Regions from separate parts of the Sus scrofa genome. Here all the other regions are linked to region 1. Evidence: chromatin contacts called from public Hi-C and HiChIP or PLAC-seq data. All regions are on one chromosome and are shown on one strand. The core of a region is the stretch at or near the end of the contact, and the rest is flanking DNA. Distances in the headings are between cores, read along the strand shown. Region 1 holds the start of GATAD1 (GATA zinc finger domain-containing protein 1). Region 2 holds the start of MTERF1 (transcription termination factor 1, mitochondrial). Region 3 holds the start of AKAP9 (A-kinase anchoring protein 9). Region 4 holds the start of CYP51 (cytochrome P450, family 51, subfamily A, polypeptide 1).

Region 1 (5,821 bases), core at 2,175-4,674:
GTTGGAGCCTTCACTGACCGTGTCCTCCTGAATCCTTTTCTCCTACCCATTTGTCTCACTTCCCAACTTGACACCCTCACTCCCTGGCCTGGCCAGCATCTCTGCCTGGTAGTCCTATTTCTCCGTGCAGCACACCACTCTTTTGTCATGCCAATACTTCTGCACAGGCGTTTTGTGATGCTATAGCTTTGCTGCTTGCAGGAGAAGCCCCACTTATTGCCTGGAGACTGTGCCACACATGACAACTGATCAAATCTTCACGCAGCCCTGAGTGGGCAATACACTCTTCTTGATTTACAGACAAGGGACTGAGCAGCAGAGAGGAGGTCTGCTTGCCAGACCTTGAACTAGGTACTGTTTGTGCACCACTGTGCTCCATGTCATCCAGCTGGGAGAGGCTTTTTAGGGCCAAGAAACTGCCTATTATTTCCTTATTTTCCATTTGATACTTTCCCTTCTTTTTATTTTTTTTAAAGAAAAGTAACACATGATGTGGTAAAAATATTTCAAATGATGCAAAAGGGTGCAAAAAGAAAAGTGAAAGTCTCCCCTTCCTCACCAGCTCTGTTAACATCAATTGTGAACAGGTTTTTGTCTAAATAACTGAAAAGAGTACACATCACACATACAGATTTTAAACTTACACAGAGTGATCATCTTCCATACATTGTTCTATAAATTGCTTCTCCCCTTAATTATATCTGAGATCTTTTCATATCGGCAAGTAAAGGAGCCTCGAATGGTTTCCTTTGTCACTGAGCTTTATTTTGGCTGACATGACCTTGATGCCAAAGTCTGACAAAGATGTGACAAGAAAGGAAAATTATAAGCCTATTTCACTTGTGAACATAGGTACAAAAATCTTTTAAAAATTAATAAGCCAAATCTAGCAATATATGAAAAGAACAGTATATGATGACCAAGTTGGGTTCATCCCAGGAGTTGCAATACTAATTTAACATTCAGAAATCTATCAGTGTAATCCACACATGAATAGCATTGTGGACATTTTACACAGAAAACCGTTTGATAAAATTCTACACATTCATGATGAAAATAGAAGGGAACTTCTTTACTCTGACAAACAGAATCTACAAAGTCTACGATGTTAGAAATCAATGTAGTGGTTGTCTGTGAATAGAGGGCAAGAGAAGGGCTTTTGTGGTAGTAATGATTTCTTGATTGCCTGAGTGTGGTTACTTTGTGATAATCAAGCTGTACACGAGTCAGTTGGATACTTTACAGTATGTGTATTATAATTTAAAAGGTTGTAGAAAGATTTATTTACAAGAAAAAAAAATGTTCTTCCTGAGGACCTCAGAAGGGGAGGGGGTGTGACCAGAGCTGTGGAAGTGACAAGGACAGGAGCTGGAGGGTGGTGGAATGAGGAGGAATGGAGAAAAGAGGGTGCTGGGTGGTTATACATGTGGAAATGGGCCCCACTCAGCATGTTGTCCTGTGGTGGAGAGGAAGCTGGTGAGCCGGGGGCCAAAGCTTTCAGTGAAGGAGGAGGAATTTGGAGATGCGCTATAAAGACAGGTATACTAGATGCGGAGATATATTAGGGAGCATGGAATTTAGTACCTAGACACCCCTCAGCATGTGCTGTACAGTGAGAAGACAGCACCACATACGTATTCTCAGCTACTTTCACAATTGGTCTTAAACTCTGTAACTGTGTGGAAAGTAGTTAATATTTGTTTTACTATTGGAAAACCCTAGACTCAGAGCCAGGATGAGGGAGCCACAGCCTGGGACCCAGGGCTACTTCCAAGGCCTCTCCAGCTGTGCCTCCCAGAGCAGTGGCCATGTCACCATCAGGACCCAATCACTGTCCCTCCATTGATGATCAGTTAACAGTACAATAGGGATAATATCTTGTTCCATGATTGGCATAAGCACTAAATGCTGTTTCACATCATAAGCCATTCAATACAGTTTTATTCTTCCTTTCCTCCCAGCCCTCCACTAACATACTCATCAAGAACTGTCCAAGAATGCCAAGTCTAGAAAACCCAGGCTCATGAAGACAGGTATGCAGCCGCCATTCTAAGAGAGGCTGAGGAGAGATTGTCCCTGGGGAGGCCTGTCCTTACCAGTGACAGTAGCAGAGGGGAGCAGGATTCTTATTGTTGGAGACATGGCTCGAATCGTCAGTGTCGAAAAAGGCACATGAACACGGGGAGACCTTGACAAGGCTCTTTACTTCTGCAGAAGGGCATGCTTGGTCAAAAAGCATGCAAAAAGAGCCAAAAAGCATGCAAAAAGAGGAAAGGACCCTCCCTATTTATTCCTAACACAGGCGCTGCACCTGTCCCCTTCCCATTGGTCAGGTCAGGGTGCACATTTCCTTGGTTGGCTAATTTGAAACAAATTGTTACTGGGAGAAAAAGAAAGAGGAGGTGGTGGCAGGAAAGCATTTCAACCAGCAGAAACCAGAGCAAAATGGAGTAATCAAGATTTCCTTTGATAGAAAAGACATTATGTTACTTTCCACATTATGATGCACTTGTCCTAGGCCAGCTGTTCTCGAGTGGTCCAGGGAGGGCTTTCCCGGGGCTCTCAGGGCCAAATCTGTTTCCCAACAATGCCCAACCAGCTATTTGACATTTCTATTCATCCTTTCCCTGGCATACTGTTCAGATCTGTGGGCTTATGACACCTTCACTCCAGGGCCAATGAATGCAGGGGTGGCATCTTAGGTTTTAAAATACATTTCAACTCCTAATACATAAATGTCCATGAAATAAGCCATATAATCGAAAGCATCTGAGAGGGTCTAAATCACAACTTTAAAGGGTGTAAAGGTGTCCTAAGGAGTGTTAGATTTAGCAAAAATACGGGATGTCCACTTAAACTTGCATTCAGATAAACAACAAATATTGCCTAGGGTACACTTGTGTTAAAAAATTATTCGCTGCCTTGGAGTTCCCGTCATAGCGCAGCAGAAATGAATCCGACTAGGAACCATGAGGTTGAGGTACCATCCCTGGCCTCGCCCAGTGGGTTAAGGATCCACCCTGGTGTAGGTTGCAGACGCAGCAGCGGATCTGGCGTTGCTGGGGCGTAGGCGGGCAGCTCGGATTAGAGCCCTAGCCTGGGAACCTCTATATGCTATGGGTACGGCAGTAAAAAGACAAAAAGACAAAAAAAAATATTCCCTGCCTAAATGAAATTCAGATTTAATTGGGCGTCCTGCACTTCACAGGCCAATCGTGGGCCTAAGGCAAAATGTTTGAGGAGCAACCTGCTCCCAGTAGTTCCGGATAGGGCATTTCCGGTCAGGCGGGCCTTGGGGCGCGCGTGCCCCGCCCCCTCTCCGGAAGCTTCCTCTCCAGGCGTCTGGGCGCTCCTCCCAGGCCAGGCCCCTCCCAGGCCAGGCCCCGCCCCGGCCTCGCGTCCGGGCGCCGCTGGCCGCACTGGGCTGCAGCGCTGAGTTTCGCGGGCGGAACCGGCTTCCTGCCTCCAGGGGGCAGCGGCCGCGGTCCGCTCTGTACGTGGACAGCTCGGCGCCACGCCCGCGCCGCTCTTTCCGTTTCTGGGAGTGGCGGGCCGGCCAGCGGGCCGCCGGGGTCGGCGGGAGCCATTCCGGTGTCGCTGCGCCCGCGGGGGCCGCCCGAGCCGGCCACGATGCCTCTGGGCCTGAAGCCCACCTGCAGCGGCTGCAAGACCACGTCGTCCTCCATGTGGAAGAAGGGCCCGCAGGGGGAGATTCTCTGTCACCACTGCACGGGCAGGGGCGGCGCGGGCGGCGGGGGCACCGGCTCGGGGGCGGCCGGTGGGACAGGAGGCAGCGGCGGCGGAGGCGGCTTCGGCGCGGCCACCTTCGCCAGCACCTCGGCCGCCCCGCCGCAGAGCAACGGGGGCGGGGGCGGCAAGCAGGTGAGCTCCCGCGGCCCCTCCCGACGGCGGAGGCCGACCGGCTGCGAGTCAGGCGGGAGGAGGGCGAGGAGGGAACGGTGGGAGCCCAGGATCGCTGTGCCCACTCCCAACCCCGATGAGAAGATCGTCATTGGTTTGGCCCTTTTTAAGCACCTTTTCTTGTGAGAAATTGAAAGTCTATAGAGAAGTAAGAAAACCAAAACCTTTCAGAAATTGCCCCTATTGTAATGTTTGGATGGAAACCAGACATCTCCACGTACACATGTGCACACAGGTGAACAAGGTCGTTCCGCTGGACCTCTTTCCCTGTTAATAAAGTTTATTGTCTTGATGTCATGCTGTTAAGATTACCGTGTCATCATTTTCGGTGGCAGCGTAAGTGTTCCATTGCAGGAGGTGGTCTACCTGACCTGTTCTCAGGCTTTGGAGAGCTGAGTTTTCAAGGATTTTTGGTTACAAACACAACAAATGAACAGTTCCTGCCTTGACCTAAACTTAACTCTTATTGCGGCCCCTTGCCCTGTTGCAAGTAGCGGCTCTGGAGTTGCTTGTCCAGTGCCCTTTCTGTTTTTATTAGCCCAGTTCAGTGATTACCCAGCGTAAAAAGAAAAAGCGCACCCTTAGTTTTTAAATGTGGTTTAAAGTACATATTTTGGGATACTTGTAAGATGGTTGTTTTAGAACTGCAGGCTGTCTACGCTTATTTCTTTCTTTTTTGTTCTTTATGTAACAGAGTAAGCAAGAAATTCACAGGAGGTCAGCTCGGCTCCGAAACACTAAGTACAAATCTGCTCCAGCTGCTGAAAAGAAAGTTTCCACTAAAGGAAAAGGGAGAAGACATATTTTTAAATTAAAAAATGTAAGATGATTATGTTCAGTGCCTTGTACTGTGATGGCGTTGTGTAGTGTGTCTTGCCACTGCCTTCACCTCTCACCCTTTGAACTTGGATTCTCTGCTTGGCAGATCCTTTTGTAGTGTTCTAGGGATTGGTCCAGACTTTCTCAAAGGGGGTAAGGAGACTTACTGTTTATAGAACTGACAATACCCTTTTTTTTTCTTTAGCGTTTATGTTTTTATCTCAGAAATATAAAATATGATTCTAAAAGAAACCTAAACCTGGAGCACATTTTATTGGGTTTTCTGCGCAAAGGAGGAGGTGTCCTTATAGCTGTGGCCAAGTATACTGGAAAACCTTTTTTCTTCTTAAAGATCTAAGCAAATAATAATATTGAAACTCATTCATTTCCATATTTGCTTGTTATTATGTCCCCAGAAAATGTCTCTTACTATGACAATCAACTTAATGAATATGTATCAAAATTTTTATTGTATCTTCTTGATCTATATTTTCTTCTATAAGAAAATAAATGGTTAAAAAACTTGTGCCTGAGTAGCTGAAAGCACCTTTTTGTTGCAGTAAATTCTCATTATTTTTGTAAATACAAGGGACAGGGGTCAAACACAACAAGCAATGCATTTTGACAATTTTTTTTTTTTTTTTTTGTCTTTTTGTCCTTTGTTGTTGTTGTTGTTGCTATTTCTTGGGCCGCTCCCTCGGCATATGGAGGTTCCCAGGCTAGGGGTTGAATCAGAGCTGTAGCCACTGGCCTACGCCAGAGCCACAGCAACGCTGGATCCGAGCCGCGTCTGCGACCTACACCACAGCTCACGGCAACGCCGGACACTTAACCCACTGAGCAAGGCCAGGGATCGAACCTGCAACCTCATGGTTCCTAGTCGGATTCGTTAACCCCTGCACCACGACGGGAACTCCGACAATTTTTTTTAAAACCTCAGTATGATACTCTGCTTTCAGAACAGGAATGCTTTACTTACCAGTAAAGGCGTTTCTGAAGTTGGACATATTCATTTAAAAAATTCATAGGGGACCTGTGGGATGTTCTTGAGCTGATTGTGGATTCTTGTTGAGAACAGTTG
Region 2 (5,821 bases), core at 1,489-3,988, 510 kb before region 1:
AATAAAAATATATGTCAAATTTCTTAAGAGTAGTAAAGTTTCTCCTAACTCTGTCATAGGAGGATTTTATTGAGTATGTTTTCCATGAAAATATCTTCCACATAAATTAACAAATCCAAAACCAAAGTGAGCATCTTTCCCACCCCCTAAATAAACTAGCCTTCCTCTAATTAATGTAATCACTACTACTTTCCTAATAGTCACACATGATAAAAAAAAAAAAACCCTAAAAGCTTTGCTTTTATTTTCCTCAACCCCAGTCATCGAACCATGTACCTGCAGCTCCTTTTTTAAATTTTTTCATTATAGTTCATTTACAATGTTCTGTCATACATATGTATGACTGGGTCACTTTGCTGTAGAGCAGAAACTGACAAAACATTAATTCAGCTTCTTCAGTATCTCTGAAACCCAACCTCTCTACTCTTTGCTATTCTCTCACTCAGACTATAACAGCCTCTCTAACATCTGTGATTCAAAACTGCTCCCATAGTATACCTGCAAAACAAATATGAGTGTGTCCCCCATTCCCTGATTAAAGACCTCTGCAGCTCTCGCCAAGAAGGTAAAATCTTCACACTGACCATTCTATCCATCTCCTCTATTTTACCTCATAACCAAGCACCACCACTCTCAAACTTCTGGTCTTAAACATTCTTAACCAGTCATTCTTGTCTCCCTGCCTTTAAGTTGTTCCTTCTTTCAAAAAGGCCCATCTTCCTAATGTCTATCCACAGTTCTGGATTTCATTCAAATATATCTTCCTATATATTTTTAACTTAAATATTTAATATTTAAGTAAATCATTTTTTATAGCAACTTGTTACTAAGGAATCTAAAACTAAGTACCCCATTTATACGGGGAAAAAAAGAGTTAAACTGAACTTAGAACTAGCTACAAAAATGTGTTTGGATTGCAATACTATACATGCAATAAACTGACCCCCAAAAATAGGATGAGTAGCCCCAGGTAAGCCTGAAGACATTGGTAACGATTATCAACAGTTGGTGAACATATGAAACGGGAAAAATTCTCACATATCACTGTTGGAAAGGAATTTGACACCATCTGTTCTTTTAACCCAGCATTTCTACTTCTTGGAGATTATCCAAAGAAAATAAAGAAAAATAATACACATTTCTTATTTTTAAAAAAGACCATTATAATATTATTTGTCATAGCAAAAAAAAGAAGGAAACCAAATGGTCCCCAATAGTAGAATGATTAATAAATTGTGGTATATCTATACAATATAATGCTATACAGTCAACTTTAAAAACTAAGACTGATCAAACACAAAAGAAAGATGTCCAAGATATTCTAAGTGGCAAACTGCTTAACAGTATGGCTAAGATAATACCACTTACCTAAGAAGGGGAGGGGGACATTAATATATACGGGGGGGGGATGGAATACAGTTGTTTTTCAGTTTTCAACAAAAACTTAAGCCTGATAAATATCAATTTCATTTGATTGATTTGATCAATGGAGCACCTGATCTCCATTCAAAACAATTCTATTACATCTAATAAAGTGAATAAATATTTAAACAGTATAATGCAAGAAGCACAAACTGCTTCAATCTACAAATAGCAAAAATAATTAATATTCCATATTTATTTCCATCTGTCTCTCAAGCTGACTTTTTGGGGGCTTGTTTTTGGGGTTTTTTTTTGTTGTTGTTTTGGGTTTTTTTGACCACACCCTCAGTCTGCAACTATTTCAGGGCCAGGGATGGAACCCTGGCAACAGCAGTGACAACACTGGATTCTTAAACTGCTGAGCCACCAGGGAACTCCCTCAAATTGACACTTTTAAATAACCAAAGCCATTATTCCAAAGACTAAAGAACAAAATTAACAAATATACTGAAAGTATCTGTACCTCCAACTTGTGAGGTCTAAGGAGTGAAAGAGGATTTACATTCCCCTCTGCTACACAATTCCCCAAAGGAGGTTTTAATGGAAATAGGTAATTACTGGTTCCAGAATACTACATTCCAATTGGTCTTCTTTTGACAAAATGAACTAAGTTTGGAGATCTTTACAGCAGTGCATTTCTCACCTCATTTGTCTTAAGGATAGAGGACTTTGCATTCCTCCAAAAAAACCTGAAAAACAGCTGTCCCTAGAAATGGAAAAATAAAAAGGGGTACAAAATATCGTCAGGACCTCATAAAACAAATTAAAGAGATCAATCTCAGCTAACACTGCATAATGTCTTCTTGAGATGCATAACCTCTGGTACACCAAGTATCTCTCAGAGATACTTAAAAGAAAATGGCAAGTACAAGCCCCAGTGTGAAGGGAAAAGGTACCAAAATCACAAGCATAATTTGTAAAACCAGAACTAAGTGCTTCACACACATTATCTTACTTAAACCCACAACTTAAATGGTAGGCATCATTCCTAAAACTACAAAATCAGAAAAAGCGCCGAGCCCCCTTACTAGCTTGACAACTAGCGAAAGCAAGGTTCGAACACCAGGTGAGTCGTTAACTCAAAACTATGGTATTTCCACGGGTTCTATTCCACGAGTTCTTCCATCCCTCTTCCTCCCACAAGGAAACTGCAAGGGGCTGCACAGAAATGGGACTCTGCTATCCATAACAGTCACTCAGTCCTGGTTCTAAAAACAAAAGGCACAGCGGCAGCGAGTCACCGACCTCCACCTCGACGGTAAACAGGCGCTGTACATGGCTTTACTTCCGCCTCTGGCGTCTAGAGCGTGACCGAAAAGCGGAAATGAATAAGAATAACTTCCGGCCAAGGGCCGCGCACAGAGGTGACGTCACAACGTGGCTCAGTAACCCCCCCCCCACCTCCGGCGGCCGCGCGGTTGTCCTCCGTAGCCTGACGCGAGGAGCCCGGCAGGGGGCAGCAGGAGACCGCGGTGGTCGCCGGAGCCGAGCGGTAAGGGAGGATTTTGGAGGGCGGAGCGCGGCCATAAAATTTCTCTAGACCCGGCCCTAGGCCGAGAGTTGCTGCAGGGATCCATTGCTTGCAGGCGACAAGCGATGGGAAAGTCATTATTATATACATGAATTTTGCACCCTGATAGGATAATTATGTTTATTAATGTGGTTAACATGATGCGATTGAACACCTCGGTGTTTGGTACAGGAAAACGCCTGTGAACAGCCCCAAATTTCCTTGTTGAAGTGCCTTGGAAATCCTCAAGTGTGGCTTCTAATCAGAATTCAATTGCAGCTTTCAGGCTGGGAAGCGACTCTAGTGTGCTTCGATTTAAGTGCGTGCAACATGAATTACTTCTGATTGTTTTGAAATTGTGACAAATCTGGACTATTTATTTTTTATTTTTTGATCTTTTTTGTCTCTTTAGGGCCGCACCCGCGGCATGTGGAGGTTACCAGAGTAGGGGTCAAATCAGAGCGGAGCTGTAGCTGCCAGTCTACGGAACTGAACCGCACTGCGGAACTGAACCACGTCTACGACCTACACCACGGTTCGTGGCAATGCCAGATCCTGAACCCACTGAGTGAGGCCAGGAATCAAACCCCAGTCCTCATGGATATTAGTTGGATAATAGTCGGATTCGGTAACCACTGAGCCACAATGGGAATTCCACAAATTTGAGCTATTTAAATCAAAGTTTCAACAGAAACTTCATCTCTTCTCAGCCAGTGCGGTTTTGTCACCTCTGAAGGTTTTGCCTAAAAACTTCCAGGTCCCGTCAGTCTCACTCTTAGCCCCAAAAGAAGGTTTATGCATAGGTCAGTGAAATAATACTCAGGATGCCAAGTTATTTTCTGGAGAAAGTGTTAGTTTGGCCCTTGGAAGAACAAAGGAAGTTGATCCTGAATTCCACTGCAAGGAAGAATTTACTGCATTACCCTCCTCTGTGTAGGAGCATAATTCGTAGAATTTTCTTCATCCGATTTCTGCACCAACAAACCAATTAATGTTTTATCTTCACTAGATGACTCCCAGCTGGTTTGTTGTTGCCACTTTCTTTTGAAGTAACCTTCCCTTTTGTTGGTTTATAGGAGTAAAGGTTTATCTTTGGGTCTTTAAATTGCTAATAATGGCCATCTGCTAAGTGAAACTATTTACTACAGTTCTCCTAGGTTAAAAGACAAATAGTCCTGGGAGTTCCCTTGTGGCTCAGAGGGTTAAGGATCCACTGTTATCACTGCACGGCTTGGGTCGCTGCTGTGGCCCAGGTTGAATCCCTGGCACCAGAACTTCCATGTGCCACGAGTGCGGCCAAAAAAAAGTTCTGAAAAGTTAGAAATGGTCTCTTTATGTGAATTTTTAAAATCTATTTCTGCATGGAAGGATCTCCTATATTCCAGTTAATATTTACTAGTGTATGTAAATGTATAACTTTATGTACATAAATATGTAAATATTATATCTAAAAACTGCCTTACAATCAGAATGTAAAACAGTAAAATCTCTTTTGTAGGAATCATTAAACTTCAGACTTAAGAAGAGCTTTGGAATTATGGAGCTTCAATTCTCCTTCTACAGATGAGACACTGAAACCCTTAGAGTAGGAGCCAGCAAGAGAATGCATGTTTTATACCTCCTTGACAAGTAGTCTACTGTGATTTACACAGCATATCCCTGCTATCGCAGAGAAGGCGCTGGATCCTTGACCCACTGGGCCACAGCAGGAACTCCTATCAAAGGTTATTTCAGACTTACTTAAGCAACTTCACTATTTGCTTTTTGTGATGCCTTATAGGCAAAGGAGATTGGTTCTTTTGAAAATAAGTTCCATATTTCCTATCCAAAATTTTCTGATTCCAAAAACATTTTTCCAAATATATTTTAAATGCATGCTATGAAATACTGACAAGAATAACGAAAGTATAATAATGATTAGATTATGGTGGTGTATTATTGATAAATTTTTTCCTTCTCATACTTCTGCAGAGGTTTAATCATTAATGATTTGTGCGACTTTGTCATTATCTCCAATAAGAGCAATGACTACTACTTGGTTGTCATTGGTGGTGTGTTAGACTGGAACCTGTATGTACCTTGCCTTCTTTTATTCACTGTCACTATACCCTCCCACTCTTTTTTTCAGGATGGGAGGATACAGTGGAAAACAAAGCCCTGCCCTCCTGGAGTTCATTTCTAGGATTGGTCTTGCTCTCAGCCTAAGTGCTGTCTGCTCCTCTGCATGCTTCCCAAGACCATACCTTACCTAAGACCCTACCACACTGATGTAATTAAGAAAGAGAAGGTTGGTTGGAAACACTGGGGGTTGTGTGTGAAAAGACTAGAGGCAAGGAGTAAGCAATGATGAAGGAACAAAGAGGGAAAGAGAGGAGATGTAGTAGCAACATGGTAGAGGAGAATTTTTCCTCCTAAAAACTGTTCTAAACTTTTCATCTTTCTGGGGTTTTAATAAAGGCTAAAGTAACTCAGTTTTTAAGTCATATTTATATTGTCACATATCTATTACAATTCTCTTTTTTTTTCTGAAACCATTGTGACATTAGATGGTACATGGGTTTTTTGGTTTTTGTTTTTAGGGCTGCACCCGTGTCATATGGAAGTTCCCAGGCCAGGGGTCAAATACACCAGATCTGAGCTGAATCTGCAATCTATACCACAGCTCTGGCAAGACTGGATCCTTAACCCATCCAGTGGGGACAAGGATTGAACCCTTGAATTCATGGACACTAGTCAGGTTCATTACCACTGAGCCACAATGGAACTCCTATATGGGTTTTTAAATGACCTTATTTGGTGAGAGACTAAGCTCCCCCTGCCTTTTTCTTTTTGGGCCTGTGGCATATGGAAGTTCCTGGGCAACCTGGGTCCTTAACCCACTGTACCAGG
Region 3 (5,821 bases), core at 925-3,424, 460 kb before region 1:
AAAAAAAAAAAAAAAAAAAGAATTTTAGGCTTGCTGTATCCCTTACTTATCTCCATTGCTCACTCTCTCATCTCTTTCTTTGCTCAAGTATCTTCTCAGGGAATGACTTGAATGAATGAATGAATGAGTGATGTGACATGATATAACATGACATGCATGACATGAATAGTTGCCATCAGGAGATAGCTGTGCACTAGCACCACATGCTTGTCCTCCTAATAGAAGTCAACACACAATTAACTCTCAACATTTATTGAGCACCTATTATGTATAAAACAGACATGTATAACTGGCTAGTCTTAGTGAAGGGAAACACTGCAATAATCTTGTTGCTTTAGAAGGCTCTCAAATATTTTCAGAAATGTTTTTTGAACATTTCAGCACACACTGCAACAAATAGGTTCTACTGAGAAAGCAGTGTCTAGTAACAAACAGAAATACCTTAGATATTGTAGAGCTTCCTCCTCCTGGAGGATCAGAATCTATAAACACAATCCCTCTGTCCAGGCAGTACTTAAATCGTGCATTTTAGAACACTTGGTTCTAGATCCGGTTTTACTCTGATTAGCTTGGTGACAACTAAATAAATCATCTCTTCTTTTATTGTCTCAATTCTTTTATTCTAATAAAATGTTTATTCTCACCCATTTCTCAATTCAGGTTAGGAAAACAGGACAAAATATATTGGGTATTACAAACTGGCGCAATATGTATGCATTGTGGATTCTGAGGACAAAAAGTCTTTTTTAAATCTAAGAATTTCTAAATTATGACTATTTAAAAATAGTCTTCAGTTTGTAGTGGACTTAAGATTTTTAGATCTTTAGTTTTTTTTTTCCTTTTCTTTTTTAAACCTTAGTTTTCACTTAACACCACTTCTATGATTGAACTCCGCTTATTTTAATTCATACCTGCTAGTTTTTCAGTCCAGCCTAATCCAAAACAAAGGAGAAACATGATCAACCTGAGAAATTAAAAAGTGTAGTTCACCCCAGGAATGGATTTGAGGGTAAGATGATGAGAAGGAAAAAGTATTGAGGGAACAGATGAAAATACAGGAAAGAGAGTCATGCTCAATTTATTAAAGTGGCTCAATTCAATCCAACAAGTGTTCATTGGGTGCAAAGCATTACGCTAGTCATTTTAGCAATGCCAAAATTAGCAAGATAGTCTTTGCCCTTAAGAAGTCAGGTATATGAGGTGAATTAAGAAGGGCGCAAGGTTTTAAAATATCACGCAGTATGCATACAGGAATACAAGGAGAGAGGAAACTGACATTAAGGATTTTTTAATATAACACATGTTAACTCATATATATTAACAACCCTTCCAAAACTTCCAGGTAAGCTCAAGGAAGATAGGTAACTTGGTTCAAGATCATCTAAGCTAGAAAGTTTATCCTGGCTTTGTCCTCAACCTAGGTTCCAAAGCCTAGGCTCATTTCAGGACACCATAACTAAGGGCAAGCTCCAAGGAGGAGTGGGAGGGGATTAAGATGAGGCTGGATACTCCCGGTTGCGGTGGAGGGAACAAAGAGATCAGAAAAGCTATTCCAGGCGGCGTGTGAGGTGGGCCTTTAAGGATGAACCCGAGATCGGAGAGGGACTTTCCGCTAAGGAAGCAAGCAATAAGAGCTACTAGCCGTCTTTGCAGCCCTCCGCAATAAGAGCTGCTAGCTGCCTTCCCCGTCCTTCGGGTGGAGGAGTCAATCTAGGTTGAAAAAGTGTCCGGTGGATCCTCTTCCCGATCCACCCTTACCCCCGTCTTTTCCTTTGGGACTTTTCAGCCTTCACCAATTTCGCCATCAGGCACTTGGGTTTTATTTTTTCTTTAGAAATTTGCAAAATCTCAAGGCTTTAAAAACGACCACTGAGTCCTTGGACAGTGGTGGGGGTCCGACTGGGTCCCCTGGCACACTCCCTCTCTCCCAACCCTCTCCGCCACCTGGAGAGTGGCGTTCGGCCCTTGGCGAGGGTGCTCTCCTAGCTAGTTTTTCGGGTGTGGGTGCGAGGATCGGAGGCCGGGCGGGGGTCGCCCTGGCTGCTGAGCACTGGGCCGGCGGGGGCGGGGCGCGCGGGACGGGGCGGGGCCGCGGGAGCACCTGCCCGGCGCCGCGAGGCTTGAGGCGGCTGCGCGGCTTGACGTGCCCCCCGCCCTCCCGCCCGTCCCGCCGTGTGTTTACGTGGAGACGAAGATGGCGGCTGCGGCGGTGACGACGCTGCTCGTGCGGCCGAGTACTGTCAGCCAGTGAGCGAGGAGACTGGTTCCACTCCGGGCGGGGAGGAGCGCCGGCCCGGCCCCGCGAGCGGGGCTGTGGAGCTTGCGGTCCCACCTCCGTCTGAACCGACCTTTCCTTTCTACTCTTGACCCCTTGCGTGTCTTCCCCCAGCCTTCCCCGCAGAAGCTATGGAGGACGAAGAGAGGCAGAAGAAGCTGGAGGCCGGCAAAGCGAGGGTAAGAGAACCGGAGGCCGCCCGGCCTGCGCTGGGAGGCGGTGGCTGGGAAGGGTTCGGAGGGGGCCTGGGAAGTGGAGATATTGCAGCACCGGTGCGCTGCCAGGGAGGGAGGTGCTGCAGGGTCCGCATTTCCCCTCGCCCTCTTCTCTCCCTTTTCCAATTGAAAAAGCTTAGTGCTATACTACCTAGCGGATATTTCCGTGAGGATTGGGTGGTGTGGCTCCTTTCTCATTTGAACGCCCAAATAAAATCCCTCTTTTACCGTATTGCTCTAATCTGGTATTTATTGCTTATAAATTTCCATCCTTTCACTTTTTTTTTTTTTTTTTTTTTTTTTTACTTAGGGACTTTTCTGGGTAGTGGAGGCATTGTGCTCTTCAGGGTGGGGATTTGGGGCTTTTCTTTATTCGGTAAGGGATTTGTACGCTCATCATTAGCTAGGCTTTCTTAGGTGGCACGCTGGCACTCTTGGGTGTGTGATTGGCCTGTGACAGCTGCCTCAGCAGTGGCAAGAGTGTGCCACAAGTGCCAGCTGTGAACTTCGCTTTAGGGGCGTTTTTAGGAGCCTGGCTTTGTATGTTTGTGTTTGGAGGTCTTTGTCATGGCATGCGCTTTGTATTGTGTGGAATAGTAATGCAGTCTGTGAATGGAACTTCAGGGGACGAAGGGTTCCATATTCTAAGCAACACCTATAGAATTCCCGCTTTAAATTGAATTTTACCTCTCTCTATATAATCTTGTTGAGTCCCTGTTTTATGTATGTGTATGAAAAAAAACCTGTAAAGCAAACAACGCAAAATCATACACAGGTATTATTCACTTGGCTTCACAAAAAATTTGGCAAGACAAAATATAACCTAAATAGGATATTTCTTTTAAAAATTACATGTTTGAGTATTTTTTTTTTTTTTTGGCCACTCTAAGGCCCCCTTCCTCCCTGTAATGAAATTACTGTTTATAGATTATAGTCTGTTTTATTAGAGATGATTGTTAGCAGTCATTTTTGGACCACGATTAAATTATAATGTAGTTAACTGTTTCTTCTCTCTTCTTCACCTTTCCCTCCTGCCAAATAAACAAGTTAAGGAGATTGGGGTCTATGATTTCAGTAATCCCTGAAGCACACATTGCAGAGATACAGTAGTAGATGGTTAGCACAGGTTCCTTAAATGAATGTAAGTATATAAACTATCTTGATATTATCTACGGTCAAAGCTTAAGTCCTTATATGTTATCAGGCAGACATTATTTTAGAAGCTATACGTGGAGGAAAAAGGGAATCAAGGCATCTTTAGATGCTCAAAGTTGATTAAATTTCTGCAATCTGAGTATATGAGCGCGATCTATGAATCCAAGAAAGTGGAAGTGTGCCCTTCCCTACAAAAGTATTGAAGCTCTACTTAGACATTTTGCTTGGCTCTTTGTTACTTCAGAATTTTTACAGCCTGCCTCCAGAAGTATACTTTCCTAAATATATGTGAAGCAGTCCAAATAAAATGCTTAGGACAACACATTTCACAATAGAGGATTCATTTAAGTTGCTTTGATTCAACAAAAAAGGAATTCTAGTTTCTTTGTATGTGTGTTTTTGTCCTTTAAAATTCTGCCGATGGGGTTAAAATCTCCTTTAAATGTTCACTTTTATTGTAGAAGATTATCTTCTTATAGAATTAAGCCATAGTTTTCCAGTCAGAAATAAATCTGTGAGACTTGTAGGGCAAGATATGTTTCCTCAAGCATTGGCTATACAGTATGAAAACACTAGAAACAACCTTCAAAGATAATATTAGGAGAATCATTTTCTAAACTGTATTACATAAGTGTGATGGAATATTATACAGTCAGTAATATGAAGACTGCTAGGAACATGGAAAATAGAGTGAAAACAGCATCATCAAAAATAGTGTGTATATGGAGTTCCCATCGTGGCGCAGTGGTTAACGAATCCAATTAGGAACCATGAGGTTGCGGGTTCGATCCCTGCCCTTGCTCAGTGGGTTAACAGTCTGGCGTTGCCGTGAGCTGAGGTGTAGGTCACAGATGCGGCTCGGATCCTGCGTTGCTGTGGCTCTGGCGTAGGCTGGTGGCTACAGCTCCGATTAGACCCCTAGCCTGGGAACTTCCACATGCCGCGGGAGCGGCCCAAGAAATAGCAAAAAGACAAAAAAAAAAAAAAAAAAAAAAAAAAAAGTGTGTATAGGAGTTCCTGTCATGGCACAGCAGAAATGAACCCGACTAGGAACCATGAGGTTTCGGGTTCAATCCCTGGCCTTGCTCAGTGGGTTAAGAATCCGGCGTTGCCATGAGCTGTGGTGTAAGTCGCAGACATGGCTCGGATCCCATATTGCTGTGGCTCTGGTGTAGGCCGGTGGCTACAGCTCCAATTAGATCCCTAGCCTGGGAACTTCCATATGCCGTGGATGTGGCCCTGAAAAAGAACAAAAAGATGGAAAGAAATAAAATAAAATAGTGTGCACAGGATTTCCTCCTGTGGTGCAATGGGACCATTGATGTCTCTGCAGCTTTAGGATGCAGGTTCAGTCCTGGCCTGTTGCAGTGGATTAAAGGATCCCACATTGCCACAGGTGGCTTGTAGGTTGCAGCTGTGGCTCAGATCTGATTTCTGGCCCAGAAACTCCTTATGCCCCAGGGCAGCCAAAAAAGAAAAAAAAATTAGTGTATACATTACTTCATTTGTATAAATGTGTGCTTTTATATTAGGACTTAAAAACTTTGGGTTGTGTCAGGTCATTCAGCAAACCTGAATGAACTCTATACTAAAAACTGGAAATAGGTGGCACTATTCTCTGTTCTTAAAGTTTAGTGGGACAGACAGACACTGGGTAGTAAGTACAGTGAGAGGAGTGGTAAAGTAGGATTTGGGGTGAATTTTTTTCATTTGTTAAAATGTGTTAAATATTGCTATATTATTTTAAAGTCTCTTTTACAAAGAAGGTTCTTACTATTGATAGTAATGCAGCCTACCAAAATGCCTATCAAAAAAGTGCTCAGTAGGAGTTCCTGTCGTGGCGCAGTGGTTAACGAATCTGACTAGGAACCATGAGGTTGCGGGTTCGGTCCCTGCCCTTGCTCAGTGAGTTAACGATCTGGCGTTGCCGTGAGCTGTGGTGTAGGTTGCAGACGCGGCTCAGATCCCGCGTTGCTGTGGCTCTGGCGTAGGCCGGTGGTTACAGCTCCGATTCGACCCCTGGCCTGGGAACCTCCATATGCCACGGGAGTGGCCCAAGAAATGGCAAAAAAAAAAAGTACTCAGTAAATATTTGCTTAGTGAATGAATAAGCAAAATGATTACTAGCATGTTGTAATTTAATAACAGTAATCCAGAATTCTCTTAATTGAAAGTC
Region 4 (5,821 bases), core at 1,888-4,387, 280 kb before region 1:
GAAATTAGGAAAGACCTAATCTGGTACAAGGAAGGAAAAAATGACTATTAGGCTCCCTCCAACATTGGGGGTTTTACCAGGTAAAGCAGAACAAATAGTCAGGGGCAAGGAAATGTAAGGTATTGAATGACAGACCATGGTCCCAAAGTGGAAAAAGAAGAAACATAAAGAAAGAAGGCTGAGAGATCAAGAGAAAGGAAATGGGACAGTGGACTGGACACCCTAATGAGGTCAAAGAATGGTTATAAAGGAAGGAGTTGCACAGGATAAGCAGGAGAAGAAGTTGTGGTCTAAGAATATAGTGTCTAAATTAATACTGTGAGGTTAAACAGGTAAGAGTGAGAGCAAGTCCAAAGTGGGACTGTGGAGTAAATGGCTGAACTGGTATGAGAAAGCTCAGTGGGCAGAAGGGCAAAGCAGCTGAATGGCCACAGTGCTGTGAGCGTCATCCAACTGGAAGTCATGAAACACATGCAGAGCAGGTTAGCAAATTCCACAGATGCATGGTTAAGAAAAAGAAGGGTCCACCTATCAATTTTAACTATAATTAGTGAATAGAAAATTGAGGTCAGGGGTTTTTAAATCATAGTTTCCAGGACTAGATTTTCTCAGAGATCACCCCAGGAAATGGGAGATGCTAGGAGGGTTTCCAAGGCCCCTTCAGCTCTGAAACCAGACCACTCCAATTTTAGCTGTTTCCTACACTAGGGGTAAGCATAAGATTAACTTTTTTTTAATGTTCTGCCATTTAAAAGAAAATTGGGAAAGCACTAATTTCCTTTCCACTAATTATCTGAAAGACTTACCTTCTCATAAGCATTTTCTAGGAATTCAATTGGACTTTTCCCAAATGCTATAGCATGTCCAAGAAATGGAATTGGAGAGAAAATGTATGGTGGACTTTTCTGCAGGAAAAAACAAAAAAAAACCTTGCAGTTTACATTTCCTATTACAATATACCTAAGTTTACATGATAGGGAAAAAAAAAAAAAAAGATAGCTTGTCCTTAATACTAAAGAGTTACCAAAAGATAAAGCAGCAAAAGTAACTTAACAGCCAAACTGCAAATACCTTAGGAGAGAGTAGCCACAGTAAAAAGAACAGAAAATCAAAACCTGGTGTAAGATAAATAACTAGACAAACACCAAGGCATTGCAATTATAAATGCTGAATACTTCCCAGGATATATTCAGTCTTGTTAGTGGCCACTAGGCAACATTCCTAACCATTAGCAGTAAGAAAACAGAAAAGTCAAACTATAGTTTCTTCACCACTTCTTCACCACTCTCAAATTCAGTCCCAGAATATTGCATAAAGAAGGTATGAGGAAAAAATAATTTGAGGTATAGAAAGAAGGGAAATGTTTAAGAAGCTACATTCATCAGTAAACAGAACACATCTCAGGCTTCTCTCAACAAATGAGCTAGGGAGCCCCCATCTTGGCGCAGTGGAAACGAATCTGACTAAAAACCATGAGGTTGTGGGTTTCATTCCTGGCCCTGCTCAGTGGGTTAAGGATCCAGCATTGCCGTGAGCTGTGGTGTGGGTCACAGATGCAGCTCAGATCTGGCGTTGCTGTGGCTGTGGCATAGGCCAGCAGCTATAGCTCCGATTAGACCCCTAGCCTGGGAACCTCCATATATTGCAGCTGTGGCCCTAAAATGACAAAAGACAAAAAAAAAAAAAAAAAAAAAAGAGCTAGATTCACTGATTGTAAAGAGAGGAGCAGATCAGCTCTAGCAGGAACACCTTAGCACTTAAGGTATTTAAGATGCTCCAAAATGAGACTTGCAGATTATAACATGAAGTCTTCTGGAAATCAAACTTGCAATGCAGTCAAATGATAAAAAGGGACAGTATTCCACACATTACAAGGAGTCCAAAGAGTGAATTTGTAAGGAGCTCTACAAACTCACTCTTTAGACAATAGCAGCAATCTTAAAATATTAGGGAGTTCCCGTCGTGGCTCAGTGGTTAACAAATCTGACTATGAACCATGAAGTTGCCGATTCAATCCCTGCCCTTGCTGAGTGGGTTAAGGATCCGGCATTGCTGTGAGCTGTGGTGTAGGTCACAGACAGGGCTTGGATCCTGCGTTGCTGTGGCTCTGGCATAGGCCAGCAGCTACAGCTCAGATTCAACCCCTAGCCTGGGAACCTCCATATGCCCTTCCTTGGGTGTGGCCCTTAAAAAAAAAAGAAAAGAAAAGAAAAAGCTACCTGGTCAATGGTTTGTACATTCCATTGTCAGTAAAAGGGTAGTTTTAAAAGCTAGTTGGTGTTGGCTGGTTAAGGAAGCATTCATCAAATATATTAAGGACGTATGAAGCTAGTAGTCAATAAAGCCACTAAGTTAGAGAAATTGATATTAGCATTATAGGAAGATCCCTACAACACTCCAGCCACAGCCACTCAAATCAAACTGAACACATCCCCCTGGTACTGATGGAAATCGCCATAGGACACTATGCCACAGAAGGGTGGCCACCAGGACTGAAGCTGCCACTAATAACACCACCAGGACCTGCACTCCCCGGGGGCCAAAAACACCCCTTCAGCTGCCAGTAGAGCATCAAGACGCTCAGCGCCTCACCTGCTACGCCGGTCATGACCATTAGGACCACCGGTGCCTTGGCCAGCATAGCCATCACTACGACCAAAATCACGGTCACTTCGACCCCGGCCAGGACCAGACACGAGGCCACCACTATAAACACGACCCAGCACCAAGTCCAGCAAGGTCAAGGCAGTTGCCACCGCCAGCGCCAAGACAGTGCCACTGCCACCCTCCCCCGACCCCAGTCCCCAGCGCGCCCGCGGCCACTGCCCAGCCCAGCACCACCGCTGTCCCAGGCCCCCGTTAGCCCTTCGGCCGCCCTCATCGGAGCAGCTGCCCTCATTGGAGCGTCCCTCGCCTGAACCCCTAGGGGTGACGTACCGCTCCAGCCGGCAGTGGGGCCAGGTGGCCGATGGCTTGGCGGAACAGGTAAACTAAGATGAGCGTGAAGGCGCAGGCGAGGAGCAGACTGGATAGGAGATTGACGCCAGTTACCTGCTCCATCGCCTGCCCAAGCACCGACCCCCCAGCTTGCAGTAAGCCCAGCAACACCATCCCGGCCGCCACCCTCACGTCAGTTTGCTGGGGATTCTGGAGGCCGAGGTCGCCGCGGCTCCTCCGAAACCACTGAGGGAGACTAGCCAGCAGATGGGCGTCGGAAAGCGGCGCCGGCCCGCAAGCCCCCTGCTGAACCCAGCCGCACCCCCTACTGCCGGCTCCCTCACGCACCACCCTGTACGTCACAGGAGTGGGAGGGGCTTCCTATGCCCACGCCCCATAAATTGTACTTCGTGCCGCGGTCATCTCCTTACGCAGGAGAGAGGACCTGAAGAATAATGCTGCACCTGTCGCACGGGTGGTACAGAGACAGACCAGAATGTGGCCTAAGAGGAGATAACCTCAGAATCGCGGTCCACCCCAACTTGGGTGTGCTGGGTGCGGGGCGCCAGGTCACGCGACCGGGATGAGATGGGCGGAAGGATCTCAAGGCGAGGGTTGTGAAGGTGGGGCAGGGGGAGCGCGCTTCGTGATTGCACCGCGCGCGCGTGAGGTGATCTCGGCCTATGTCGCGTCAGCTGGGCGGGTGTCTGAAGCACCGCCCCTTGCCCGGGCGCGCGGACCCGCCACAGCCGAACCTGCTCCTGGGCTGCTTCCTGGGATTTGGGGGAGTCTCTACGTTTTATGAAAATGGAGTTTGTGAAAGACGCCGTCCAGACACTGAAAGGTGGGACATTTGATGTCAGTCCCACCTCACCCCGGGTAAAACCAGTCTGATAGATGTTCAAAAGCGCGCTTCAAGGTAACAAGTCTCGCTTGTTGAGTATTCTGCGTTATACAAAAACAGGTTTTCCGAACCAACTTTAATGTTCAAGGCCGTCGTCACCTATTTCAGGCAACATTTCCCAAGAACGACAATTATTCTAGCTTTTTAGGACCAGAAAGGTTTTTAAGCGGGAGTTAAATCCTATGATTACAGTCGAGCTGGTTTCATCCTCTCCTGTGGTTTCAAATGAACATGTATAGAAAATGACTGCCAAATGGAACCCTCCTTTTAGATGACTGTCACAGACTCCCGACCAGATTCGTTTCTTTATTTAATCAGCGTTAAGAGCTAGGTGTCGTGCTAGGCACTGAGGATTCGGCAGGGAGTGAGAAAACTCGGCAAGGCCCTCTTGGAAGAAGCGGTAATAGCTAATTGCCTGTTGTGACACCGCTGGCTGGAGATCTGACACTCAAAGTTGATGCCAAACTAAACGTAAATCTCCGCCTTGCTCCTCCTGCAGTGCCTCTCAGGAAAGGCAGCACCGCCCACAAAATTGCCCTATTCCTCTGGTCCTCATGGCTGATCAGTCGCCAGGTCCTGTAATTCCACCGCCTTAAAAGTTTTTCCAGGCGTTCCTGTTATGGTTCAGCCGATTATGAACCCGACTAGTATCCATGAGGATGTGGGTTTGACCCCTGGCCTCTTTCAGTGGGTTAAGTATAGGGCCTTGCTGAGCTTTGGTGTAGGTGGCATATGTGGCCAGAATCTCTTGATTGGTGATGTAGGTGGGCAGCTGCAGCTCTGATTGGATTCCTAGCCTGAGAACTTCCATATGCCTCAGGTGTGGCCCTAGAAAGCAAAAAAAAAAAAGTTCTCTCCATTCTTGTGCCACCTCCTTAGCTCAGGTCCTCCTCATTGCTTGTCTGCATTACTGCAGGAATGCTACCTGATCTCCACTGCCACGCTTGTCTTTATCCTCCAGACTGCTGCCATTTCTTCTATCATTAAAGCTGTGTTGTAATCATCTCTATAGGTTTCCTCTGTTACAAGATGAACTTCAGAATATAGGGGTGGTGTCTTGTTTTTATATTCTGCATACCTACCATAGCAGTTCACCAAGTGTGGTTTCACAATCCTGGGATCTCCAGGACCCTTTCAGAGAGTCTGCAAACTCAAAGCTGTTTATAATAATGCTGTTATTTGGAGTTGCCACTGGTGCAATCGGTCAGGGATCAGTTGTTGTCTCCACAGCTTCTCTCTTTTGTGCAGTTTCCATCCCTGAGGTCCAGGGCAGTGGGTTAAAGATACACTTGCCACAACTCTGGTGTAGGCCGCAGTGGTGGCTCAGATTCGACCCCCTAGCCAGGGAATTTCCATGTGCTTCAGGTATGGGAGTGGAGGGGAGGGGGCAACCAACTATTACTGGGTTCTTTACTGCTAGTTTTTGCAGTGATAGTGTCAGATCAATAGTAAATAAAACTTCTGGGGCCTTAGCACAAATCATTGACAAGTCGCACCAAACTGTAGTAGTCATTATTCTCAGTCATGTACTTGCAATCAAAAAAATTGCCCATTTCATTTAAGAATGTCCTTGATGAAATTGCGAGCATTACTTTTATTAAAGTTTAGGTATTGAGTGCATGTATTTTTAACTAGCCGCTGTTTTCACAGAATAGCATTTTTGCTTGAAAGAACAAGTGACAAACTTTGGTCATTCAGATGTGGGATTTTGACAGATTTTTTTGGAGGGGAGGGGGTCTTTTTACGGCTGCACCTGCAGCATATGGAAGTTCCAAGGTTAGGGGTAGAATTGGAGCTGCAGCTGCCAGCCACAGCCTCAGCAAGGCGGGATCCAAGCTGTGTCTGCAGCCTGCTCCGTAGCTCATGGCAATGCCTGATTCCTGACCTAAGCGAGGTCAGGAATCCAATCCCCATCCTCATGGATACTAGTCAGATTCATTTCTGCTGCGCCACAACGGGAGCTCCCCCAAATATTTTCTT

What was found. A called contact is a pair of places that touch in the nucleus more often than the background predicts. HiChIP or PLAC-seq counts read pairs in DNA pulled down with a chosen protein or histone mark.
Region 2: an H3K27ac HiChIP or PLAC-seq map of skeletal muscle shows a contact between it and region 1, with 13 times the contacts expected there. The contact joins the promoter of MTERF1 here to the promoter of GATAD1 in region 1. A contact is called at or near these places in 1 of 47 Hi-C or Micro-C datasets (skeletal muscle) and 2 of 2 datasets of contacts at active chromatin or transcription factors (alveolar macrophages and skeletal muscle).
Region 3: a contact with region 1 is called in a Hi-C map of liver, with 3 times the contacts expected there. The contact joins the promoter of AKAP9 here to the promoter of GATAD1 in region 1. A contact is called at or near these places in 1 of 5 promoter capture datasets (fetal liver), 1 of 47 Hi-C or Micro-C datasets (liver) and 2 of 2 datasets of contacts at active chromatin or transcription factors (alveolar macrophages and skeletal muscle).
Region 4: a contact with region 1 is called in a Hi-C map of liver, with 6 times the contacts expected there. The contact joins the promoter of CYP51 here to the promoter of GATAD1 in region 1. A contact is called at or near these places in 1 of 5 promoter capture datasets (fetal liver), 2 of 47 Hi-C or Micro-C datasets (liver and skeletal muscle) and 1 of 2 datasets of contacts at active chromatin or transcription factors (alveolar macrophages).

The regions. Positions count from the first base shown.
Region 1 is chr9:72,356,897-72,362,717 of Sscrofa11.1, forward strand. It overlaps GATAD1 (GATA zinc finger domain-containing protein 1), which reads left to right and starts at 3,425. Exons shown (of 4, transcript XM_021102379.1): 1 at 3,425-3,882; 2 at 4,616-4,741. The coding sequence starts at 3,631.
Region 2 is chr9:71,851,122-71,856,942 of Sscrofa11.1, forward strand. It overlaps MTERF1 (transcription termination factor 1, mitochondrial), which reads right to left and starts at 2,739. Exons shown (of 6, transcript XR_002347027.1): 1 at 2,668-2,739. It overlaps LOC102157861 (a long non-coding RNA gene), which reads left to right and starts at 2,824. Exons shown (of 3, transcript XR_305521.3): 1 at 2,824-2,914; 2 at 4,431-4,656.
Region 3 is chr9:71,893,461-71,899,281 of Sscrofa11.1, forward strand. AKAP9 (A-kinase anchoring protein 9) reads left to right here and starts at 2,175. Exons shown (of 50, transcript NM_001253824.1): 1 at 2,175-2,454. The coding sequence starts at 2,407.
Region 4 is chr9:72,076,010-72,081,830 of Sscrofa11.1, forward strand. It overlaps CYP51 (cytochrome P450, family 51, subfamily A, polypeptide 1), which reads right to left and starts at 3,138. Exons shown (of 10, transcript NM_214432.1): 1 at 2,938-3,138; 2 at 807-905. The coding sequence starts at 3,111. It overlaps LOC102158687 (a long non-coding RNA gene), which reads left to right and starts at 3,720. Exons shown (of 3, transcript XR_002347031.1): 1 at 3,720-3,856.